Regions from separate parts of the Mus musculus genome. Here regions 1 and 3 are each linked to region 2. A link is a contact called in public Hi-C and promoter capture Hi-C data. All regions are on one chromosome and are shown on one strand. The core of a region is the stretch at or near the end of the contact, and the rest is flanking DNA. Distances in the headings are between cores, read along the strand shown.

Evidence for each region. Promoter capture Hi-C pulls out the DNA fragments that hold promoters and counts their contacts. Hi-C and Micro-C count contacts between places; a contact is called where the count stands out from the background.
Region 1: a contact with region 2 is called in a Hi-C map of the N1E-115 cell line, with 5 times the contacts expected there. The contact joins the enhancer-like site here to the promoter of D930019O06Rik in region 2. A contact is called at or near these places in 14 of 39 promoter capture datasets (the 3T3-L1 cell line, 3T3-L1-derived adipocytes, the C10 cell line and 9 more), 8 of 484 Hi-C or Micro-C datasets (the N1E-115 cell line, Sertoli cells, bone marrow-derived macrophages and 4 more), 1 of 115 datasets of contacts at active chromatin or transcription factors (bone marrow-derived macrophages) and 4 of 9 other capture datasets (adipose tissue, embryonic stem cells, liver and 1 more).
Region 3: a contact with region 2 is called in a promoter capture Hi-C map of the C10 cell line, with 4 times the contacts expected there. The contact joins the enhancer-like site here to the promoter of D930019O06Rik in region 2. A contact is called at or near these places in 4 of 39 promoter capture datasets (the 3T3-L1 cell line, the C10 cell line, hippocampal neurons and 1 more) and 2 of 9 other capture datasets (adipose tissue and embryonic stem cells).

What each region holds. Positions count from the first base shown.
Region 1 is chr1:39,006,317-39,009,931 of GRCm38.p6, reverse strand. No RefSeq gene overlaps it. Among named protein-coding and RNA genes, the nearest start is that of Gm35222, 19 kb to the left of the region's middle. Within about 2 kb of position 2,306, at least 24 of the 459 cell types and tissues checked have an H3K27ac peak or open chromatin away from gene starts, as enhancers often do. A contact at or near this core is called in the HPC-7 cell line and the N1E-115 cell line, where this site is marked.
Region 2 is chr1:39,649,694-39,653,351 of GRCm38.p6, reverse strand. D930019O06Rik (a long non-coding RNA gene) reads right to left here and starts at 1,884. Exons shown (of 2, transcript XR_001778897.2): 1 at 1,083-1,884. Creg2 (cellular repressor of E1A-stimulated genes 2) reads left to right here and starts at 2,170. Exons shown (of 4, transcript NM_170597.4): 1 at 2,170-2,846. The coding sequence starts at 2,412.
Region 3 is chr1:40,239,074-40,242,660 of GRCm38.p6, reverse strand. It overlaps a transcript of Il1r1 not described here. Among named protein-coding and RNA genes, the nearest start is that of Il1r1, 26 kb to the left of the region's middle. Within about 2 kb of position 2,035, at least 30 of the 459 cell types and tissues checked have an H3K27ac peak or open chromatin away from gene starts, as enhancers often do.

The sequences.
Region 1 (3,615 bases), core at 1,057-3,556, 640 kb after region 2:
GTAAGCAGTTTCCAAATGATAAAATACAAATGATGGATAACAATGTTTTTTACAACCTGGAGGCTCACTAAGCATCAGAAAAATGTAAAGCAGAATTACATTGAGATTCTAGCTCCCCCCAGTCAGAGTGCCAGTCATTAAAAAGCAAGTAACCACAGATGCTCGTGCCGTGAAAGACAGCTGTGGTGGTTTGAATGGAAATGGCCACCATAGACTCACAGGGAGTGGCATTATTTGACATGGTTAGGAGGTGTGGCCTTGTGGGAGTGGGTATGGCCTTACTGGAGGAAATGCCACTGGTGGCTGGGCTTTGAGGTTTCAGATGCTCAAGCCAAGTCCAGTGTCACTCTCTCTTCCTGCTGCCTGCAGATCAGATGTAGAACTCTTAACTACCTTTCCTGCACCATGTCTGACTGCATGGAACCATGCTCCCTGCCATGATAATAATGGACTAAACCTCTGAAGTGTAAGCCAGCTGCCATAAAACGTTTTCCTTTGTGAGAGTTGCTGTGGTCATGGTGTCTCTTCATTGCAATAAAACCCTAAGAACCTTATACACTATACACTACGGGCAAGAATGTAAACATGTCCTGCCCCTATGGCAGCTTATAGTAGTGCCATTCTATAGTAGGCAGGTTTCTCAGAAACCTATATAGACCCAAGATATGACCTAGCCATACCTTCTATTCCTAGATATTTACCCAAAGGCCTCCAAGTCAGTCTATCCCAGTGACAACTGCAATAGAAACTCCAACTAAGACACTTGACTTAAACTTCCATTAATCCCCATGAAATTCATGTAGAAACCATCACTGTTGCCTCCTGAGAGATGGCACAGTCTCGACCTATGAGTGGCTGAGAGATATCAGTGGGCAAAGGATCTGCTACAAGAAATGATCTCCTTGCCTCAATGGTAGGCCATTGCCTGGATCATGTGGATAGAGGTATTGTCTTAGTCAGGGTTTGTACTCCTGCACAAAACATCATGACCAAGAAGCAAGTTGGGGAGGAAAGGGTTTATTTAGCTTACACTTCTAAATTGCTTTTCATCACCAAAGGAAGTCAGGACTGGAACTCAAGCAGATCAGGAAGCAGGAGCTGATGCAGAGGCCATGGAGGGATGTTACTTACTGGCTTGCTTCCCCTGGCTTGCTCAGCCTGCTCTCTTATAGAACCCAAGACTACCAGCCCAGGGATGTCACCACCCACAAGGGGCCTTTCCCCCTTGATCACTAATTGAGAAAATGCCTTACACCTGGATCTAGTGGAAGCATTTCCCCAACTGATGCTCCTTTCTCTGTGATAACTCCAGCTGTGTCAAGTTGACACAAAACTAGCCAGTAAAAAGGTTAACCATGTTTTATTGTTTATAGGAAAACAGACACTGTTGGAGATAGCTGTATTAAGTGAATTAAGCCAGTCTTATTGATTCTTAGATTTTATAAATTAATAGATGCTTAAAATCATGTGTACCATTAAAGTAGAAGCAAGACTGTCTAGGGATGGCTCAGCAGAAACTAACATAGTATGAAGAGTTAGGAGAAAATGAGGGTATAAGGAAAAAGCAATTGACTAAGAAGACAAAGGCATAGCATGTTATCAAAGCCAAGGTTTGTGTATCTGTGTGTGTGCACCTGAAATAATTTGCTCCCCATAGAGTAATAACTTTTATTTATGAAGTCAATAACTTGAAATAAATAATGATATAGCAGATCACTTACCCTATACTGTCCTAGCTCAGTTTCAGATGTGATGATGTAATTCTATGATTATTAACATAAACACTGGCCCAGAAGGAACCCTGAGTCTTCTCAGCTGGTAAAATGTGAGACTTGCACAGACTTCAGGCTACACATTCACATGTAGCCAACATGTCTCTGCACAGGGCCCTGCAGATATCCACTGCTGCGCACGAACCAGAACTGCCTGCCTTTGTGGACCTCAACTCGAATGAAAATTAGTTTCACTCAAAGGCAATAATAAATTCTACCTTGTCCAATCAGATGATGCCTGGCAACTGAGGAACGAAGGACATTGGAACTGTGAACCACAGAGAAGTTGCATTCTGAGACTCGGAGTGGACTACACGGTTCCCATTTCCCTTTTTGGGAAACACAGTTTTTTGGCAAGCACCTCCACTCAGGCCCAGGGCACTAGGCACAGTGGTAACACCATTCACCCCATAGGCAAAGCTGATTCAGAAAGCACACGGCCATCAATCAGCAAGTGGCCTTGCTGGGTTTCCTGTGTCACGGGTTTTCCTGCCTAGAATAGCTCCTTCCCCAGGCTCCCATTTACAGTAAATGTAATTACCTCTTAATGGCATCCATCTCCCTCTCGCTCTCTCCACCGCTCCTATTTTTAACCAGCACTACAGGAATATTTGTCCTCTCATTCACTGATGAGTTTTTGAGGTCACGGTTTGGCTTTTAAGATGACAGTGCCCTTAATCTTGTTGTGGATTCTTAACATGAAATAACAGCCTGTAATTAACACAATGGGGCGCAGGCGGGCTGGCAATCTTATTCTGCTAACATCCTTGGCTCAGCACTTGAGTCCAGGAAACGGGGCTCAGCAGCTGGGCTCAGCTCAGAACGGGGAGCTCTCTGGTGCTTAGACAAGCCCTTAGTCAGGCTGCCCAGCTGCAACTGAAAGTCCACCTGGGCTATTCTCTCCTCAGGACAAGCCTGAGGGTTGCAGATCTGCCACATGTATGGTGACATGACGCTGATGGGACCTCTGAGTTCTCCAACATCCCAAGTGCCATGGAGAAGTGGGTGCCCCTACCCCTTGGAGCTTGACTATATTGAAAGTTTAAGCTCTAGCATGTCACCGAGGCCACACTGTTAGCATTCTGTCTAAGCTCCACCCAACAGTTACCTGGCAACAGCCAGGTAGGCCTCACCCACTATAAAAAGGGCTGCTTCCTGCCTCCTCCCTCTCTTGCCTCTTGCTTAGTCTTGCTTCCTTCTTGACCTCTTGGGCTCTTCCCTTCTCCCTTCCCTTTCCCCTCTCTTCAAGTGCTCATGGCCATGGCCCACCTCTTCTCCCCCTCTCCCTCCCCCTCCCCCCTCCTCTCCTCTTCCTCTCTTCCTCTCCTCCTTCTCCCCTCCCCCTCCTTTCTCCGCCTCTACTACCCTCTTAACTCCTCCCCCAAGCCCTGAATAAGCTCTATTCTATACTATACTGTCGTGTTACTAGTCCCTAAGGGGGAAGGGATGGATGCCTTGGCATGGGCCCACCGAGGCACCCCTCCCCCCATACCTCACCACACCCCCATATAACATATCTTAGACCTCTTTACCTTTTTATAAACACATCACACACAACTTCCACTAGGGACCTTCCCTCTTATATCCCACAAAATGCAAAGCTATCCAATAGTCCCCATGCATCCAGCTTCTAACCACTTTAGCCTGGCTCAAGCTTTAGAAGGATGGACGAGTCAGGTCTGGCCCCTTCAGTCCCTACCAGCCTCTTCCCCCACTAAGGCTCATACAAGTGTAGACAAGCCATGGAATCTGTTGATCCGATAGCAGCAGTGCTGTTTATAAAGCCAGGTTCATGGGGGCTTGTTGGGCAACGGTAGTAGCCAGGCTTGACTTATAAATTTAC
Region 2 (3,658 bases), core at 635-3,134:
GTAACACTAGAATTCCCCTCTCTCTGCTTCCTGATGTGCCACGACATGAACCTCTCTGTGCCTTGTGCCCTTCCTGCCATGATGGGCCAAATCCTACTAATTCTGGAGCCAAAATAAACCTTTCCTCCTTTCATTGCTGTGTTGGGTAATTTGGTCATAGTGAAGAAAAGGCAGCTAATACAACTGGTGATCAAGTTAAAGCAAATAAGTCAATGAGTACCTATCATTGCCCTTCTCCCAGACATGGGTAAGAGCCAATAACGTCTCTTAATCTGACAATAATCTAAATAGATAAGAATGAAGAAAATAGGAGCTCTTACACTCTGATAGTATAATTGGCGTTTAAGCCAGTTTGACATCCCATAACAACTTTTTACACAGAATTAACTAGCAAAGTTAAATACACTCAAGTCCACGTCTTGACCTCTAACAGGTCCACGGGAGTGACGTGTGAATCTGTACAAATATACCCTCTCTAGCTTTTACAATACAACATCTCGATACCCATAGAAATAAAAGAGATCTGTGGGACTCCTCTGAGGTTCTACAGCTGAACTCATTCCAGCAGAGGAGGCACATGCCTCTGCCATAGCTGGCCAACTCAGGCATGAGGAAAGAGAAGGTGGATTGATCCTGCCGTGAGAGCCACAGAGGAACTGAGATTACCATCTGCAGGTCCTCTCCCCACACTGACATATCAGTTCAATCCCTTTTCCTTTCCTGAGGTTGAAACATTCATCGTCTTTTTCCTCTGAGGATAAGCTCTCCCCTGAAACTAGAGATGTCAGGCTTGACACCCAAACCCCGGTGGGGGAGATGTAACCGTCCCCATTTTGTAGAGGCAACAGTGACATGCCACTATCCCACAATCAGAACATGATAGGACAAGATCTGGATTATTTTTAATTTGTATTTCAGGGAGGAGGAGTTGTTGGTTTTTATGGTGGATCTTGAGGTGGTGTCTCATGTAGTCTAGGCTGGTCTCAAATTTGCTTACCTAGCTAAGTCTGACCTTGAACTCCTGAATCTCCTGCCTCCACCTGTCGAGTGCTAGGATAGATAACAGGTGTGTGCCATCATACCTGGCTGCAGTGTGTAGTATTTCCATGACTCCCCATTGTGCCTCTCAAGACCATGGAACACATCTTTCCCCTAAACAGGGGATAAGAGGGTCTGTGAAGCTGGGGAGAGAGCAGCAGCCGATAACAGCAGAAGCCATGAGAGTAAACAAGATGTCTTGGGGAGAAACTGAAGACACCATCAATGTTTCAAAGCAGACGGAGAGCAGAGAAGGGGTTGTGGGGTGGGGGGTGGGGAGGGGAGAGAGAGAGAAAGAGCAGCCAGGGGCATCCAGGGAGAGACAAGAAGTTCCCATGCAAAGAGAAAGAGACCAGCTGTGTTCACAGCTGACATCCAGGCATCCAGGAAGAGTCACAGGAGTTTCACAGCAGGGCACAGTGAAGACATGTAGGAAAAACTCAAATCCCATTTCAAGATACTTTCTTATAGAACCAGTTAGTGCAGGACTCTTGCATTTTAGGAATATAAGCGATAGAAAATATTCCATGGTGGGACAAAGACTGGATATCATAAGAACAGGTAAGAAATTATAATTACTTTGAAGTTATTTTGATATCTATTAAACTTCTTACTGGAACAAGATGGTTTTTAAAATACGCTATTAAGCCGGGCAGAGGTGGCACACGCCTTTAATCCCAGCATTTGGGAGGCAGAGGCAGGCAGATTTCTGAGTTCGAGGCTAGCCTGGTCTACAGAGTGAGTTCCAGGACAGCCAGGGATATACAGAGAAACCCCGTCTCGAAAAAAAACAAAAACAAAAACAAAAAAACAAAAAAAAAAAACAAAAAACAAAAAACAAAACAAAACACCCAACAACAATAAAGTTCTATTAGTCTGTGTCGCTAACCGCAGGACACTGCTGACTGGGTGAGTGATGGAAGATGTGGGTGTATTGTGGTTCCCGGTTCTGCGGAGGTGATGGGGTGCAATAACTGAGCCTGGTGATGCCCTTCTTGTTGGCTCAGAGAAGTTAATCAGCTTGGTAGAGTCGCACAGCTGACGAGCGGAGGAGTGCATTGAGCCTGAGCTGTGAACGCCCACCCTCTGGCTGCAAAACGCTTGCCATCCTGCGGAAAACCAAGACACGCGTGGACTCTGCGCCCAGCAGCGGCGGTGGACGCAGGGGACTCTGGTCGTGCAGCAGACTTCGCTTCTTACGGGAGTGTAAGGCAATAGGGAACCCCGGCCCCCGGACTGATTGGAGACCCTCAACCCGGGAATCCTATCACGAGGAGAAGGGTTCCGACGCACGCTCCGCCGCAGGGGGGCGCCCCTGGCTGGCCGCTGCTTGGTCAGTGGTCCCCGCCACAGGGCGCGTCGCCTCCAAGAAGATGTCGCTGTCCGGCAGGGAGCGTCCTGCTTGGCCAGGGAGTCGCCTGTCCTGGTTGCTATGCTGCAGCGCCCTGTTGTCCCCAGCCGCCGGCTACGTGATCGTGAGCTCCGTGTCCTGGGCTGTCACCAACGAGGTAGATGAGGAGCTGGACAGTGCATCCACTGAGGAGGCGCTGCCCGCGCTGCTGGAGGACTCGAGTAGCATCTGGCAGCAGAGCTTTCCGGCCTCGGCGCACAAGGAGGACACGCACCTGCGACCTCGGGGCTCCGCCCGCGCCAGGCCCGCACCGGCCGCGCGTGGCATGTTCTCCTACCGGCGGGAGAGCGGCTCATCTGAGGCATCCCCTGGCCCCAGGGTGCATGCCGGCACCGCCCGCTCCCTAGCCCACGCTAGCTCCTGGGGCTGTCTGGCCACTGTGTCCACCCACGAAAAGGTAAGCCAGAGGTCGGGACGCGGGGGCGGTGCGCGTCTCCCTTCCAGGACGCAGGGCGACTCCGGTTTCACAGGTTCATAGGCTGTGAATGCCCTGTGAATAACGGAACCAGCGTGTGCATGGGTCGGTCCATCTGGCCAAGTGCATGTGAGTGGGGAGGAAGGAGAAGCTGGGAAACAGTCTCGTGGTTAGTGATTGAATCCCTGTGTACTAAAATGGCCAAAGAGATGATCAGATAAACAGTGACAAGCTGGAAACCTGGAACGTAGGCAGGATCGCTTTTGGAATCACAGATGAGGCGCATCCAGCTCCCAGCTCCCTGCAGGCTCCGACAGTCCTGCAGACAGACTCTGGCACCGCCTCCCACACCAAGTGGGTGTGGAAGAGGAACGCCATCCACACTCCGGTAGACATTTACACTTTAAAAAAAAATGGAACTCAGGTTTTTTAGAAAGAGGGCTTAAGCAAAAGGTAACAGCTGGAGGAGCTGTTTCAGCTGCAGTTCGTCTCTTTCGATCCACAAAACTGTATTCACATTTTATCCTGCTTCCTTCCACCCAGAATGGCATGGAGAGGGGCCGAGGCTCTGTATTCCCTAAGAATAGCCTCCAGAAAGCTTCTAGTCCTGTCTGGTAAACAGAGCTGTGGGCCCAGCCCCTGTTGAATCTGTGCAGGGAAGGGCTTTGTTATGTATCCCGCGGTGTGGGAGTCTGGTTCTTGCCACAGCTCTGGGTCTCACTAACCCCAGCTTGGCCAAAACATCTACAAAACTAAGAAATTCGGTGGGCAGAGCTTGAAAGTTCTTTCTTCTT
Region 3 (3,587 bases), core at 786-3,285, 590 kb before region 2:
CCAAAGAAAGGTATCACTTATAATAATGTCAGCATGGAAATTTTATCCTAAGCATCCCTTACATACTTAAATTTCTATTTGCAGAGTTGGCTCTATTTTATTTTGACAAAGTTAGATGCATGTGTAAAATAGTTTGTTTTGTTTTTGTTTTGTTCTGCGTGTCCATATCCAGTGTGACCAGATGCATGGAGATGTTCATCCTACTGCAAGGATTTCTCAGACGCCAGCTGGGTGTTCTACAATTCAGTTCAGTTCTGACACTGACAAATGTTAATAATGACTCCATAATCAGAGGGCTTGGTCTCAAAAGCAGCCTTCTCTGCTGCAAATGCCAACTTCCAGAGCAAGGTTGTCACCCTCCTCTGCCCCAAGTCAAGGACCCTACAACTTCTCATATTCTATACTTTGCTAGGATAACTTCAGAACACAGGAGAACTTTTCAGTGAGATCTCATACGATAGAGGATGACAACGGACACATACGCAGGCCAGTGCTGAGACACAGAGGTATATGGGAAGGGGCTTCAAGAGTCCATGTCAGGCAGGCTTCCTATGACATGCTCAACACCCAGACTCTCCCAACCCTAGCTCATGAATATTCATAGAATCATCACCTCTTGGGGATGACCAATCAGCCTCCCCTTGCCAACGATGGGGAGCAGGCTGAATGTCTCAAATTTCTTAATATGTCTTGATCTTGGTGGGGACCAGCCCCCACTTTTAAGTAGAATGAAGGTGTCTGCCTATGTCTCCTAAAATAAAGATGTTTCCCTCTGCCAGAAAAGTCTAAGATGTTGAAATGTTGACCAATGCTATGTACAGGGAGAAACTGTATTAATGTGTACTTGTGCATATGTAGAGATATAGAGGAATTTCTTTGGTAGACATGATATGTGCATTCTGGTCTGATCTTGATAAGAAACTTCAGGGGGTAACCACTCTGGTAGTTTTCCAAGGTCTTAATAAAAGAGGCTGACTCTTGAAACAAGTGCTTGCCTGGAAGGTGGGACTGAGTAAATGTTTTCTGCCCCGCAATTTCCACACTCAAAGGCTGTTTCAGAGAAATCCATATAACGTGTTCCTAGGGGGACTTTCCAGGCTTGGAATAAAACCTAAATTAATCTAAATATATTATTAAGTATGGAACATTCAGGGCAATCAGGGATGGCAGGTCACAAGTGCCTCTTTGGGCCATTAATAACTGTCAACAACAGTTTCATGATCCAGGAAATCCAAAGAAATTCGACAGTGCATCTATTTTATTTTGTGATGTCAACAAAAGAGCCAAGCACTAACTGCTCCTGGGTGAATATCCCTTCAACTGCCTGAAATTTTTGTTGGAGAAGCCTGAGGAGATGGCCAGTGCTGCCCAGTGTGCCTGCTCAGTCTTACCCAATTCTTCATCTGATCATGGGAATAACAACGTCTATCCTAAGTGAAGGCAAAAATATAAATGGAATGCTGGCCGTGGTAGATATTAATTACATAGTAAGTGCTTTTGGGGGGGTTCTTATATGGTTACCTCAAAGACTGGCAGGGAAGGTGCTATGATCTGAGGGGTGCTCTAACTAGGAAAAAAAATGACTATTTATCCAAAACTGGTCACAGAGCTTGATGAGAAAACAAGGAGTTAATGGGGACTAGGGAGGCTCAAGCAAGCACAGGGACCAAAATTTCATCTCGAAACCCATGAAAAAAAAAAAAAACCTTGACACAGTCATGGGAATTCCTAGCCTGGAGATGAGGAGTCAGCTAGAAGCTCTCTGCTCCACAAGCCTGCCCAGGGAGTAGTTATGGCATAGTATTGCCCAATATTTGAAACTGACACATTATAACTATAGCCTTCCAAGAGGAGAAAATACCTAAGACTCTTCAGTATTTTGTTTCCTTACGTAGATCGATTCTTTGTGTGGTGAAACGCCACCTTTTTAACATGATTTCTTTTTCTTCCTCATTTCTATGAGATTCTTTCAAGTCCAGCCAAATGAGTGTCACAAGGGAATTATGAATTGACAGCAGAGCACAAGGAAGCAGAAGTGAGAAGCTATCCACATGCAAATTATGCACCGAAAATGTCATAATCCCCAAGACCAATCAGACCAACAACATGATTCACCCTTTCGTTACCAATGGAGAGCAGCAAACCCGGGCAGGAGAGGGGGTTCCAGAACCCTCTTTGTTTTCTTGTATCCTTTACCACTTCTAAACAATGTCACGTGATCAATAACCAGATCTAGCTAGAGAGAGAGAGAGACCGCAGCTATAAGAAAACCTCTCTTTCTCTACTCCCCTTTGCCACCCAAGCACTTTCTTATAATTAAAATCTTCACAATATATTGAGAAACATTTAAAAGTTAAAACAAATCACTTTCTGTTTATGCCCAAATCTGACCAACTCTTATTCTTTTTTCCCCTTATATCTAGAAAATAAAATAAAATAATAGTCATTGCCATATTTCCCAAAGACTCAACAGCCCAGCACTGTTCAATCCTTTTGGGACAAACAAACCAACCACCTCCAAATCACTTTGCTTTCTGTCTTCAGGGGTTTGCTGCCATTGCTAGCAACACCAAGATGATACTGGGGCAAAACAAGGCCTTTCTGCTTCGGAGGAGTACACTTAAGAGCATAGGATGTGTTAGAGGCTAGAGAAAATGAGAGATGAGGAGATGGGAGGGGCTGTCCAGCACTGAAAGCCAAACCATACACCCACCCTGTCGATGCAATGCTGAGGCTATCCCAACTGTGTAACCAACATGGGCTTCTTTTTTCTCCCATTGAAGTGAAACAAAACCCTCCAATTCTCCTAGCAACCCAGATTAGCTGAATAACTACTGTTGAGCAAATTCCACTTGAACTTCATCTCAGTCTCCAAAGTTGAAGCCTACCACCCTGAGCTCTCTCTGCCTCCCAGGCAGCTCAGACAACTGATCTAGCATGCTAGGCTTGCTGACTCTTTCTCTTTACCCTTCTGCTTTAAAATATATGTATCACTCTGTCTTAGTCAGGGTTTCAATTCCTGCACAAACATCATGACCAAGAAGCAAGTTGGGGAAGAAAGGGCTTATTCGGCTTACATTTCCATACTGCTGTTGATCACCAAAGGATGCAGGACTAGAACTCAAGCAGGTCAGAAAGCAGGAGCTGATGCAGAGGCCATGGAGGAATGTTCTTTTCTGGCTTGCTCAGCCTGCTCTCTTATAGAACCCAAGACTACCAGCCCAGAGATGGTCCCACCCACAAGGGGCCTTTCCCCCTTGATCACTAATTGAGAAAATGCCTTACAGTTAGATCTCATGGAGGCATTTCCTCAATTGAAGCTCCTTTCTCTGTGATAAGTCCAGCTGTGTCAAGTTGACACAAAACTAGCCAGTACAATTGACCCCTTGTCAACTTGACACACAAAACCATCACTAGTAAGCCTCAACCCTTACAATCTTATTCATCCCCAAGATCTAAATAACTTTAAAAGTCCCACAGTCTTTACATATTCTTAAAAATATCCATCTCTTTTAAAATCCAAAGTCTTTTTACAATTAAAAGTCTCTTAACTGTGGGCTCCACTAAAACAGTTTCTTCCTTCAAGA